Linked DNA regions of Mus musculus: regions 1, 2 and 4 are each linked to region 3. Evidence: chromatin contacts called from public promoter capture Hi-C data. All regions are on one chromosome and are shown on one strand. The core of a region is the stretch at or near the end of the contact, and the rest is flanking DNA. Distances in the headings are between cores, read along the strand shown. Region 1 holds the start of Cry2 (cryptochrome 2 (photolyase-like)). Region 2 holds the start of Phf21a (PHD finger protein 21A). Region 3 holds the start of Cd82 (CD82 antigen). Region 4 holds the start of Large2 (LARGE xylosyl- and glucuronyltransferase 2).

Evidence for each region. Promoter capture Hi-C pulls out the DNA fragments that hold promoters and counts their contacts. Capture Hi-C pulls out chosen DNA fragments and counts their contacts.
Region 1: a contact with region 3 is called in a promoter capture Hi-C map of erythroid cells, with 5 times the contacts expected there. The contact joins the promoter of Cry2 here to the promoter of Cd82 in region 3. A contact is called at or near these places in 9 of 39 promoter capture datasets (the 3T3-L1 cell line, the C10 cell line, erythroid cells and 4 more), 1 of 484 Hi-C or Micro-C datasets (liver), 2 of 115 datasets of contacts at active chromatin or transcription factors (bone marrow-derived dendritic cells and pancreatic cancer cells) and 1 of 9 other capture datasets (adipose tissue).
Region 2: a promoter capture Hi-C map of pre-B cells shows a contact between it and region 3, with 7 times the contacts expected there. The contact joins the promoter of Phf21a here to the promoter of Cd82 in region 3.
Region 4: a contact with region 3 is called in a promoter capture Hi-C map of pancreatic islet, with 31 times the contacts expected there. The contact joins the promoter of Large2 here to the promoter of Cd82 in region 3. A contact is called at or near these places in 3 of 39 promoter capture datasets (the 3T3-L1 cell line, liver and pre-B cells) and 1 of 9 other capture datasets (pancreatic islet).

Annotation. Positions count from the first base shown.
Region 1 is chr2:92,432,728-92,435,427 of GRCm38.p6, reverse strand. It overlaps Cry2 (cryptochrome 2 (photolyase-like)), which reads left to right and starts at 1,359. Exons shown (of 12, transcript NM_009963.4): 1 at 1,359-1,616. The coding sequence starts at 1,405.
Region 2 is chr2:92,182,853-92,185,552 of GRCm38.p6, reverse strand. It overlaps Phf21a (PHD finger protein 21A), which reads right to left and starts at 1,371. Exons shown (of 19, transcript NM_001362829.1): 1 at 1,201-1,371.
Region 3 is chr2:93,461,195-93,463,894 of GRCm38.p6, reverse strand. Cd82 (CD82 antigen) reads left to right here and starts at 1,393. Exons shown (of 10, transcript NM_007656.5): 1 at 1,393-1,565. All of the region lies in intron 2 of Gm10804 (predicted gene 10804), which reads right to left.
Region 4 is chr2:92,369,744-92,372,443 of GRCm38.p6, reverse strand. Large2 (LARGE xylosyl- and glucuronyltransferase 2) reads left to right here and starts at 1,387. Exons shown (of 15, transcript NM_172670.3): 1 at 1,387-1,463; 2 at 1,551-1,705; 3 at 1,781-1,878; 4 at 2,185-2,267; 5 at 2,461-2,584. The coding sequence starts at 1,606.

The sequences.
Region 1 (2,700 bases), core at 110-2,609, 1.0 Mb after region 3:
CTTCGGTACCAAGTACTGAGCTAGATTATAGTCTGATGGAGCTGACATACAATAGCTAAACAATCCCAGTACTATGTACTAAAACCGGAGGGTGGGGGGAAGACACCAAATGAGGTGAGCCCCTGTGCAGGTTGGGCCCAGGAAACTGGAAAATAACAGCTGTCACAGGGAAAACAGGAGGCACGAGGGTGTGGGCTGGGGCATGTGATGTGAGAGAACAGCATGTCCAAAGCGCTGGAAATGAGAGGCTCGTAATGACGCTGTAGTCAGAGAGTGGTGCCAATTAATGCCATTAAATTGCTGACTAAATTCTAGATTCTTTCATTGCTCATTCCCAAGATGGGGAAGGTGACTACCCATAGGATCAACACAAGGACAAATCGGAACAGTTCTCTGCTGGATAGCTCCAGCCCTCCATCCCAACTAGCCCATCTTAGCCCAAGTGCAACGGTTGCTGCACTTGTTCAATCAGCAAACTCTGCCAGAATCTCCAAAGAATCAAAGGATTCCCAAAGGAGACAGGAGAATATTGCCCTGCACATCTCTGATTCCCACATAGAATCCAGTTCAGAGTTTTGTGCAAAATAACTGCACTGTGTCTGCTAAACAGAACGTAAAAGAAATGAATTCATTTGAGGGCATAATTACTGCCTCAACCCACGTCCTCTGAAACCTTTGTCCTTTCTCCCAAACCCACTCCTGCCGCATAAAAGGGCGTCTCCTTTATCCTTATGCCTTTCTGTATGCAAATACCAAGATTCTCTGCGAGGAAGTGGATTTTGAAATCGGAAGATTCTGAGTGGAATCTTACTGGATTCATGGTATTGCGCAAGTCATTCAAACTGGGGCGCCCTAAGCTTACTTCATCTGCAGAGTAAGACTAACAAGCATCTGTTTTATTCGTGTTTATGAAATGAACGTTACCAGGATGAGATGAAAATAGAAAATAGGACAGTTTGTGTAAGGCAATCACCGCTCAGCCTCACATATGAACAGGACAATGAACTGTTAGAAAGGGCCCGGTAACAGGTCTGTCAGCCACCGGCCGGAGTCACCGCAACCCCTGTCTTTCCCGGGGACGCGAAATGCGTAGGAGATCCGAGGTCCCTCCAGACTCAGCCCACGCGGGGCGGACGCAGCGCGGTCCTGCGTCACCGGCGGGTGGCTACCAAGCGGGACCACACATGGTGGGAACGTGAGGGGGCGGAGCCTGCGCCGACGCTGCTGACCAATGGAACAGAGGGAGGGTCCCACCGGGTCTCACCCAATCACAGAGGCGATCCAGACTCCTTGGGGCGGAGTCATGCCAGGGAGAGGCTGCATCATAGGTCGCTGGGCGGGCGCTGGGCGGGACCAACGGGGCGGTCGGGCGGAGCGGCAGACCGAGACCCAGTCCAGGCGGCGATGGCGGCGGCTGCTGTGGTGGCAGCGACGGTCCCCGCGCAATCGATGGGCGCGGACGGCGCGTCCTCGGTGCACTGGTTCCGCAAAGGACTACGGCTCCACGACAACCCCGCGCTGCTAGCTGCCGTGCGCGGGGCGCGCTGTGTGCGCTGCGTCTACATCCTCGACCCGTGGTTCGCGGCCTCCTCGTCTGTGGGCATCAACCGATGGAGGTGAGGGGACCCTATGCTGCGGGGTGGCAACACCAAGCGGACTCCCCTGGGCCCAGGAACTCCAGCCTGCGGCCACTCTGACACAGCGTTTTTGCCCAGTGTGGCCCGCTCTGAACTCCTGGGAGGCCTGGGGGACAGAGGTCCCTCTATGCTGACGAGACTCTCGTCAAAAACGCGAAGTCAACCTGAGGGAGGATCTGCAGCCAGTCCCTGGAAGAATGGGGACTGGGCTTTTAGGGGTGTGCTGTGGGAGCGGAGAAAAGCTTCTTCAAGAGAAGTAGCCCCTCGTGGACCCCCCCCCCCCAAGGGCTTCCCTAAGCCTCGGATTTGTTTGACTCTCCCCCACGCCTCTTTTCCCATCCCGCGTAACCTCTCTTCACAGACAAACGTGGTGGTGATCAGGGAACCTAGCTTAGCATTAGCCGGTTTTAAAAAGACCCCAAGGGCATCATCGGGTAATGGCACTTTTGTGTTCTTGACGCATTTTTTTTAAAAAACATTGATTGGGAAAGGACATGCATGGCATGGCAGTGTATAGAGTTAAAAGGACGACTTGCAGGTTCTCACTCACCATACGGTTCCAGGGTGGAAAGCCGGGTGCCTTTACCCAATGAGCAATCTCTCAGGAGGTCCCCTAACCCATCTGAGAGGATCCCTGTGTAGTTATAACGTTGCTAGAAAGATATTCAAAGAGGGTTGCATCACCCGTCAGCTCTTCCGCCTGTTGTCATGAAGTGTTTTTTAGGAGAGCTGGGCCATTACAGATGAGACTTTTAGGAGCTGATGTGGAAAAACAAGAACACAATATGAAGATTCGGTGATAACTCCCAGGAGGCTGAACCCTTTCCCAGCATGCTGTGACATAATAAATCGGCATCTGATGTATTTTCTCTGTAACCAGTCTTCAGAAACAAGACGTTTTGATACACCATGTTCCCATCACTGTCTAAAGGCCTCCCTGCAGTAGCTTGGTTTGTTTGCATTGTTATGAGAGGTGTTTGCTTATGGCCTTGTTGCACAGATGAGTGAGGTAGTTCCCAGGAGACCGTGGCTCTCAGCGTCCACTCTTTCCTCTCCAAGAGGG
Region 2 (2,700 bases), core at 122-2,621, 1.3 Mb after region 3:
GAAAAAAAAGAGAGCGAGCGAAGAGAGAGAGAGAAAGAAATCCTAACAGCACCGCTCAGCAGAATAAAGAGAGCAGAGAGAGGATGACGAGAAGTGTTGGGAACTGCGTGCACCGCGGGGCTGGACCAAACGGAAAGAGTCCCACTCCGCGCGCCCCTCCCCCCGCGGCCCGGGGGGGAGGGGCGGCCGCGGCCCCTCTCTGAGGGGCCTGCGAGTCCCCGGCCCGCGCGGGGTCCCGGGGCGGCCGGCCGGCGGCGACGGCGGGAGGGCCGCCCCAGGGTGAGGGGTGCAGGCGGACTCCTCGGAATAACAAGTTGCAGAAGAAGAAGAATAAGCGGAATTTCCCCAACGCTGCTCCGGCCACCCAAGACAAATGCACCAACACACACTCACTCACACACACTCGGGCCCGGCAGCGTCAGCAGCCGCAGCTTTTTTTTTTTTTTTTTAAACCAGATCTCTCAGTCACCAAACAAGATGGTTTTCCCAAAAAAATATTTTTTAAAATTAAATAACCATAATAAAAACTTCCCCCCGACAGCATCCCAGGGGGTGGGGGTGGGGAAGGGGCCCAGGCGGCCATCCCCTGGCCGCAGGCACTCGCGGGGGGCGGCCTCGGCCCGCGCCCCCCGCCCCTGCGGCCCCCCAGCCCGACCCCCCACGGGGACTCTGTGTCGCCCCCTCGCCGCCACCCCCGACGCGCCGCCCCTGTCACCCGCTCTGGCCCTGTACTCAGCGCCCAGGCTCCCGAGGCTGCTCATAAACTTACTTCCAATCTATCCTAGGGAGGGGTGGAGGGCAGAGGGGAGGAAGGGGGGAGACGAGGTATTCCCATTGTCTTTTTTTTTTTCCTGGAGGGGGGGGGGAGAGGAATAGGAAAAGGGCACGCAGGGGGGCGCCCCGAAGGGGAAGTTATTGCTGAAATCTCAAGTTGACTGAGGGGTCCTGACAAGAACACCCCCTTTCCCTCCTCCCTCCCACACACCCCTCCCCTCCCCCTACCTCCCCCCCACAACAAACTCCAAGCAAGCAGCCCCTGCTCCTTCCCAGAGACAAACACCAGAGACAAGACAGAGGGAGAGAGGGAGGGGGGGAAGGGGGAGGGAGGAGAAATAGAGCTACTCAAGAAAAAAAGAGAGAGAGAGAGAGAGAGAGAGAGAGTGAGGAAAAGAGAGAATGGAAAAAGCTGGGATACTGCACCCTCCTGCTGCTGGCTGGCTGTCCCCCCTGGCAGCTGGAGGCAGGAACTCTGAGCAGGAGAAGCAGGAGGAGGAGGAGGAGGGAACTCTTCTTCATGGGGAGGGAGGGAAGAGGCTGGAGCTGCCGCTGCTGCTTCTGCTGCTGCTGCTCTGGGCCTCTCGCACTTTTTAGATATTAGTGTGTTAAGATGGTAGGTTGTTCCCTTCTCCCTCCTCCTCCTCCTCTCCTCTCTCTCACTCACTCACACTCTCTCTCTTTCTCTCTCTCTCTCTCTCTCTCTCTCTCTGGGCTGTTTCTTTCCTCCTCTTCCCCAGGCAAGGGGGGGTGGGGAGGAGGGGGTGGGGGGGAGGAACTGGAGCCTCCTCCTCCTCCAGGAGAGACACACACAGGCCCCGGGCCGGAATGGGGAGGGAGGAATCAGAGCAGCAGGAGAGAAACTGTGGGAGACAAACAAGCCCAACTCTTCATCCTCCTCCTCCTCCTCTCAGCAGCAGCAGCGAGCACCACCAGCCCATTCACCACCCGGCCCCGGGCCGCAGCACCTCCGCCGCCTCAGCCCGGGGATCCCTCCGCCCAGGCCCAGACACACTCGCCCGCGCGGGAGCCCGCCGCGCGGCCCCGCCGGCCCGCCGCCGCCGCCGTGCGCGCCCCCGCCGCTCCCGAGAGCCGGGCGAGAGGGACTGGAGCTGGGGAAGCGGGGACGAGGGAAGAGCGGGCGGGCGGGCGGGGGGCCGGGCGGAGCTGGACCGCGACGGTCCCGGGCCGCCCCGCGCCCCTGCGTGCGAGCCCGTCGCTCGCGGGAGGCGCCGGGGACCCCCACGGGGGCACGGGGCGGCGGCGGGGGCCCGCGGCGGCGCTCGGGCGGGCGGACTACTTGACGTGTCGGTGCGGCGAATTTATTTCACTTTGCCTAAGGAACGGGGTGTGCTGCGGCACCCATTGCCTAGGGAAAAAACCCGGATGTAAAGTGAGTGAAACTAAACTAGAGTGAAGTAGGGCAGCAGCAGCCAAACTCCGGTGCAGCGGCGGCGGCGGCGCTGGGGCCGAGCGGCCGCCAAACTCCCGGCCCGCCGCCGCGTCGCAGCCCCGGCCAGGCCCGAGCCCCGGTCCCCTCCCGCCGTTGAGAGCTGCTGGGGGGCTCCCGAGCAACCCCAACTCCCTCCAGTGCAACAGCAGTTTGCAGGGGTGGGGGTGGAAAGGAGGCAGGAGCGAGGAGGAAGCACTGCAATGGGGGAGCGAGTGGTCCAGGCAACAGGAGAAGATGCAAGCTCAAGTCGAATGCAACATGCAATCCCCGGCCACCCCGCCCCCTTTGCAAATAACTACCCTTGAACCACTTTATTAGCCGTGCCGAGTCCCACTCTAGCTCCGGGGAGGGGCGGGGGACGGGGTCCTTCGCTCACCTTTATTTATTGCTGCTTTCTGCCCCCCTCTCCATGTTTTTTATTCCTAAGTTCTTTTGTTCTAAGGGGGATGATGGCATTTACTTTTCTGCTTTGT
Region 3 (2,700 bases), core at 144-2,643:
CAAAGCTGACTCGGAATTACCTGGGACCCTTGTGAAAGCAAACCACCGCAGTTTCCCACCGAGTTGTTTCTGGGTGCCTCAAACCCCAAACATGAACCTAACAAGTTCCCAGGCAGCGATGGGGCTTCTAGGGTGAGAACAGCTTTGAGAACCACTGGGCAGCCTTGCATCCAGCGCCCCACTGGTAAAGCAAGCACATCCACACCCTCCCCTCAGAGGCTTGTACTGCTATGCCAGTGAGATGTGTTGCTAAAGAACTTCAGCAGTTCACAGGTTAATGGCCCTGCTTGTTAACCTGGTAACCTGCCTGAGGCAGATCCATGGTCTGTAGTGCATTGTGATGTGTCAGACATCTGGAGATCTTTGGCAGACCACTTTCTCAAAGAAGAAGCCAGCCATGGAGGTCTCAGGCCCTCTGCCCTCTCCTGCCACCCCTTCACCAGCCTGCTGTACCACAGCTGGCTGGCCTGGGCCACTTCTTCAAGGACCAAAATCCAGAAAAGCTAGGACAAGTATTAAGTATGATTCGAGACGTTGGAATGGTTCACGAACGACTCTGCTGTTAGACTCTAGCCCACGACTTCCCCTCTCTAAAGCTTGGGCTGTGCATCTGTAAAATGGGTGCAAATAATAAAATGGGTACAAATAAAGTAGCCCAGGAGTGGTAGGGACTGAAGAGCAGAGTTTTAACAGCTGTTGGCTTTCATCCTGTCTTTGAGCAAAAGTTCAACCACTGGTAGCTGTTAGTATTTTCAGAAAGTGCTTGGCTCCAGCCGCCTCCACACGGAGACCTGGTCTTGGAACGCGAACGCTCCCACGCCATTCCCGGGTTGCACCAGGATACGCCCGTCCTAGAATGCCAGCGTCGGGGCCCCAGGCTTATAGCCCTGAGCCAGGTTGCTAAGGGGAACAGGCTCGGGGCGGAGCAGAGAATCCCCCGGGAAGGGCGGAGCCGGGGAGTTGCCTCCCAGTTGGAGGCCTAAGGGTGAGCCCCTGGGGAAAGTGATGGACTCAAAGGGGTGAACAGGAGGGCTTCAGAGGACCGCCAGCGGCATAGTTGGGAAGTGGGAAGGATGGGGGAGACCATAGGGGGTGAGACTCCGCAAGGCTGGAAGAGACTGGAGCGGCAGACTTGGGGTCCCAGGTCGGCCTTATCCCCTGGAGGCCCAAAGCAGGCGGAGCAAGGCGCGTACGTGGCCTCGCCTCTAATCTGGAGCTGGAACCAGGCTGCAGGGCTGGGCAGAGCTGGAGGGTTGGCAAAGGGTAGCCAGCTCAGTGTTGTGCTAAGGGGTGTGGCCGTTTGATTGAACCGGGAGGCTGTGGTGGGCGGAGCCTGGTGCTACCTCCCGCAGGGCCCAGAGGGGAACTGTATAGGGGGCGTGTCAAGGGCGTGGTCTTGGGGGGCGTGGCGTGGCCTGACAAGGCCGTTGAGCTTCTGGACTGACTTCGGGAGGGGGTGGCGGGGGAAAACGGAGGGACAGAGCCAAGCTGCGCAGTCAGACTCGGGTTGGGGCGCCAGCTGAAGACGCGGGACTTAAAGCGCGTAGCCAGAACCCAGGCACCAGGTAAGAGAAGCCTGGGGGAGGGGACAGGATAATCGGAAGCAAACTTAGCTTTGTCCGGATTTCCTAGCAGGACCCATTCCGCCAAGCCCGTGGGGCCCGCTTGGCAACAGGTAACAGGCTGGAGCACTTAGTAGCTGAGAAGGGTCGTTCACCTCCGAGTCCCGAACTCCCTAGTTCTGGCTGCCCCACACACCAGCCCTGTGGCCCCGGGCCTGTCCCTGCCCCTAGTCCAGATCTCCTCCGGTTCCAGAAGGAGGAAGTTGATTGAGATGAGCTTCCGAGCGGAATGTGAGGGCTAACAGGTGACAGTCACAGTGGTGTGTGAGTACACTCGCTTTCAGATTGCGTAGCTAGACCTCAGCGACTTCCGCAAAATGTCACTGAGAGAAACGATTTAAGTTGCCCTGGGTTATTGGAAGGAACTCCAAATCCAAAGCAAGGCAGTTTCCGTTCTTTTCCTCCTTCCACGTTCTGAGCGCACCACTGAACTGGGTGGACTTAAGAGTGGAAACCTAGCCAAACTTTTCCAGGTGAGCTGGTTTGGAAGAGGAGCCTGGAGGGATAGCAGCAGAAGAAACTCTCTCTTGGGGTGCATAGGGAGAAGAAGGGGAAACCCTTCCAAACCTGCTCAGAATCTAGCCAAACCCAAGAGAGCTCCTTGCTGTGCCAGGGATTAGGTATTTGTGCAGAAGGGGCTCCACTTCTGATGGTGGGGTGTGTCCTGGGTCCTGGCTGTGCCAAGGATTTAGGCTTTGGGATTCAGCCTAATTGGATTCCACTCCCCTCCAAACCTTAGTTTCCTCATCTGTAACTTGGGGAGCAATGGCCAAACAGTAGTAGCAAGAATTAAGTGAAACTATGTGTACCATGCCTGACAGGCCATTGGGTGCCCAGAAGCCTCACTTCAAAGCTCCTGAGATGTCAGTGAGCAGGTGGTGTGCTGTCTTCCTTCTGGGAAATGAACCCATCTTTGGGGTTTGGCTTGGTTTGGAAGGCTTGTGGGTAACTGCAGCTGTCCCATCCCTGACCTCATCAGAGTCAGAAACTGACACCAGCCATCAACGTCATCTTGTTCTTTTGTGGGTCAGGAAATGTGTTACCTAGACAAAGGAGGGCCTGAGTCCCTAACATAGCT
Region 4 (2,700 bases), core at 138-2,637, 1.1 Mb after region 3:
CTGGGTTGAGGGCCACTCTCATCCACCCCTGACCCAGATCCCAACTGCACAGCAGGCTGAGGATGACAATGGAGCACCGGGACTCAAAGCCCTGCACACCAGGGTTTTCTCTTAATTCCTAAAAGTCCAAGAGGCGGCTTTCGGTTTCCATAGCAACCGCTAAAGACCTACAGGCTGATCCTCATCTCCCAGAGAAAGGCATTCCGATCACGGGAGCCAGCCCCAGGCTACTGTTGATGGATCTGCCTCCCTTTATACAACTGGACTTTCCCGCTAAAAGGCCCAGCTTGAGCTGCTGGTGAGGCCCTTACCTTAAAGGGCAGGTCCAAGTTCTCACCCAGTTTCCATACACACATTGAATGCCTGGAATGTGCGTGGAGGTGTGGGAGGTGGGGGCTACCTCCCAGAACAAACAGGCAACTTCAACTTCCCTTGAGGACCTGGGAAAATAAGTAAGAGATGTAGAGAAAACTACATTCCAGGAGGAAGGGCAGGGGCAGGTCTTGAGGTAGAAGACCCGCCACAGCTGGGAGCCTACAGGAGCAGTGAAAGGCTGCCTGCCTAGCAAGTAGCCAAAGGCTATAGGTAGGTTCCTTTCACTCTTCAGGGACAATCTCATCTTGTGTCCTTCGGGTGATGTGAGGATTACCTGAGTAAAGACTTGGCAAACACTTAGCTCAGGGCTTGGCATTCAGTCTGTGCTGAACCGACCGTGGCGGGTCTCCTTCACAGTCCAGAGCTCCCTGCACCCCTACAGGGCAAAAGGCGTGCCGGAGGCCCGCTGAAGGGTGGAGAGAAAAGGGAGGAAGAAATCCAGGCCTTGGAGCCCGGCACAATCACAGCTTTCTAGACAAGAGTGGGGGATGCCTGGCCCTGCCCCAGCGGCAAGGAGGCTCTTGGCCAGCAGGAGGGGAGGTGGCCTTCAAAAGGGCACAGTGCCCGCATCTTCCAGTCTGCTTCTGGGTAGGGCTAAGGGCCAGGGAGGACGCCTGCAGGCTACAGGTGGCCCCAGCAGGCCCAGCCTCCTGTCGTCGAACTGAGCAGGTGTCCCTAACCTCTGGGCCGGACATTCCTATCCCATCCCCACTACCCTCAGCTTCCTAAACTTCCGCGGTGTGTTTGCCAATTCTTTGAGAGTCATCCGTTCCTCCCCTTAGGAATGGAGTCCCAGAGCCAGGAGGGTGCAGGTAGTGGGCACAGGACCACCCTGGGTAGCCGTCCCCAAGGCCTTTAGCCCTCCCCGTGCCATGGTGCAAAACCACCCTAAAAGGGGTTGAAGGTTCCCAGACCGTGCGGTGCAGGGGCGGGGCCCTGCCGGGGGTCTCCCCGCCCCTTCCAGCTCAGCTAAGCAAAGGTGAAACCTGAGCCCAGGTTGGGGGCGGGGCTAGTTCGCGATTCTGACCGGGACCTGACTGCAGGGCGGTCGCAGGAGGAACAGGGCCTTCCCGGAGCCACTGGAGCAGGTGAGGCCAGCTGCTGCGCACAGCAGGGCGAGTAGCCGTCGGGCCCCGCGGTCCAGTGCTCATCTTGCTATGGTCCTTGGTCCGCAGGGTCGGTGATGGAGCCCGCAGCCCGGGGTCGCGCCCCGCCCTGAGTCCCACAGTCATGCTGCCCCGAGGTCGCCCCCGGGCAATGGGGGCCGCCGTGCTGCTGCTGCTGCTGTTGCTAGTGGTTGGCTTCTTCCTGTTCGGCCGGGACCCGGATTGTAAGCGCCGGAGCTGGGCAGGGGAAGAAGGGACCCTGTGTGACCGCTGCCTGCTCACGCCACGTGTCTTTTCAGATGGACTGGGCACAACTGCTACCCTCGATGAAGACCCGTACAGGAGTCGCAACCTCTCCGCCTCCAGCCCGCAGCTTCTACTGCCACCCAAGTGCGAGGTAGTTGTGCCAAGTGCTGCCATCCCCGAGGTTCCTGGCCAGTCCAACCATCTGGGCATTTGTGGGAACCACAGCACCTGACATGTAGCTACCCAGCTGGGATACCAGAGGACGCTTGCAACGCACGCCCCCCACTCCTGTTCTAATTCCTCACTTATGAAATTGAGGCGTTGCATCTAGGCACCCCTTCTCCCCATCCCCACCTCCGCTCGGATGCCAGGTGGGGCTACACTGTTCTAGACCAGGATGGCTAAGCTAGCTAGTAGAAGTTGAGGGCCGCTGCTGACCTAGGTGTCCCCTCCCCAGATGTTGCATGTGGCTATCGTGTGTGCGGGATACAACTCCAGCCGAGAGATTATTACCCTAACGAAGTCCCTGCTATTCTACAGGTACAGACAGGCCTGGATGAGGGTCAAAAACCTGCCCGTAACAAAGCCCCACTGTTCTGAGTTTCCTTTCTTATGAAGGGGGCCACCAGAACATTCCCAAGAGCTCCTTGTAGCAGACAGGGCTTCCTCCCGTGGGGAGAATCCTGTATTGTTCCCGCACAGCCATGTTAGGCTAACTTTCTCCACCCAAAAGGAAAAATCCGCTGCACCTCCACCTGATAACTGATGCCGTAGCCAGAAACATCCTGGAGACACTCTTCCGAACATGGATGGTGCCAGCGGTGGTGGTCAGCTTCTATGATGCGGAAGAACTCAAGGCAGGAAGAACTCTGCGCTCGTGCTCAGCTAGGCCCACCTTCTTCTTCCTTTCAGCAGTGGGTGGTGGGAGAGGAAAAACTCTGTCCTACTAGACCTCCTGGAGCTGAAATCTTTC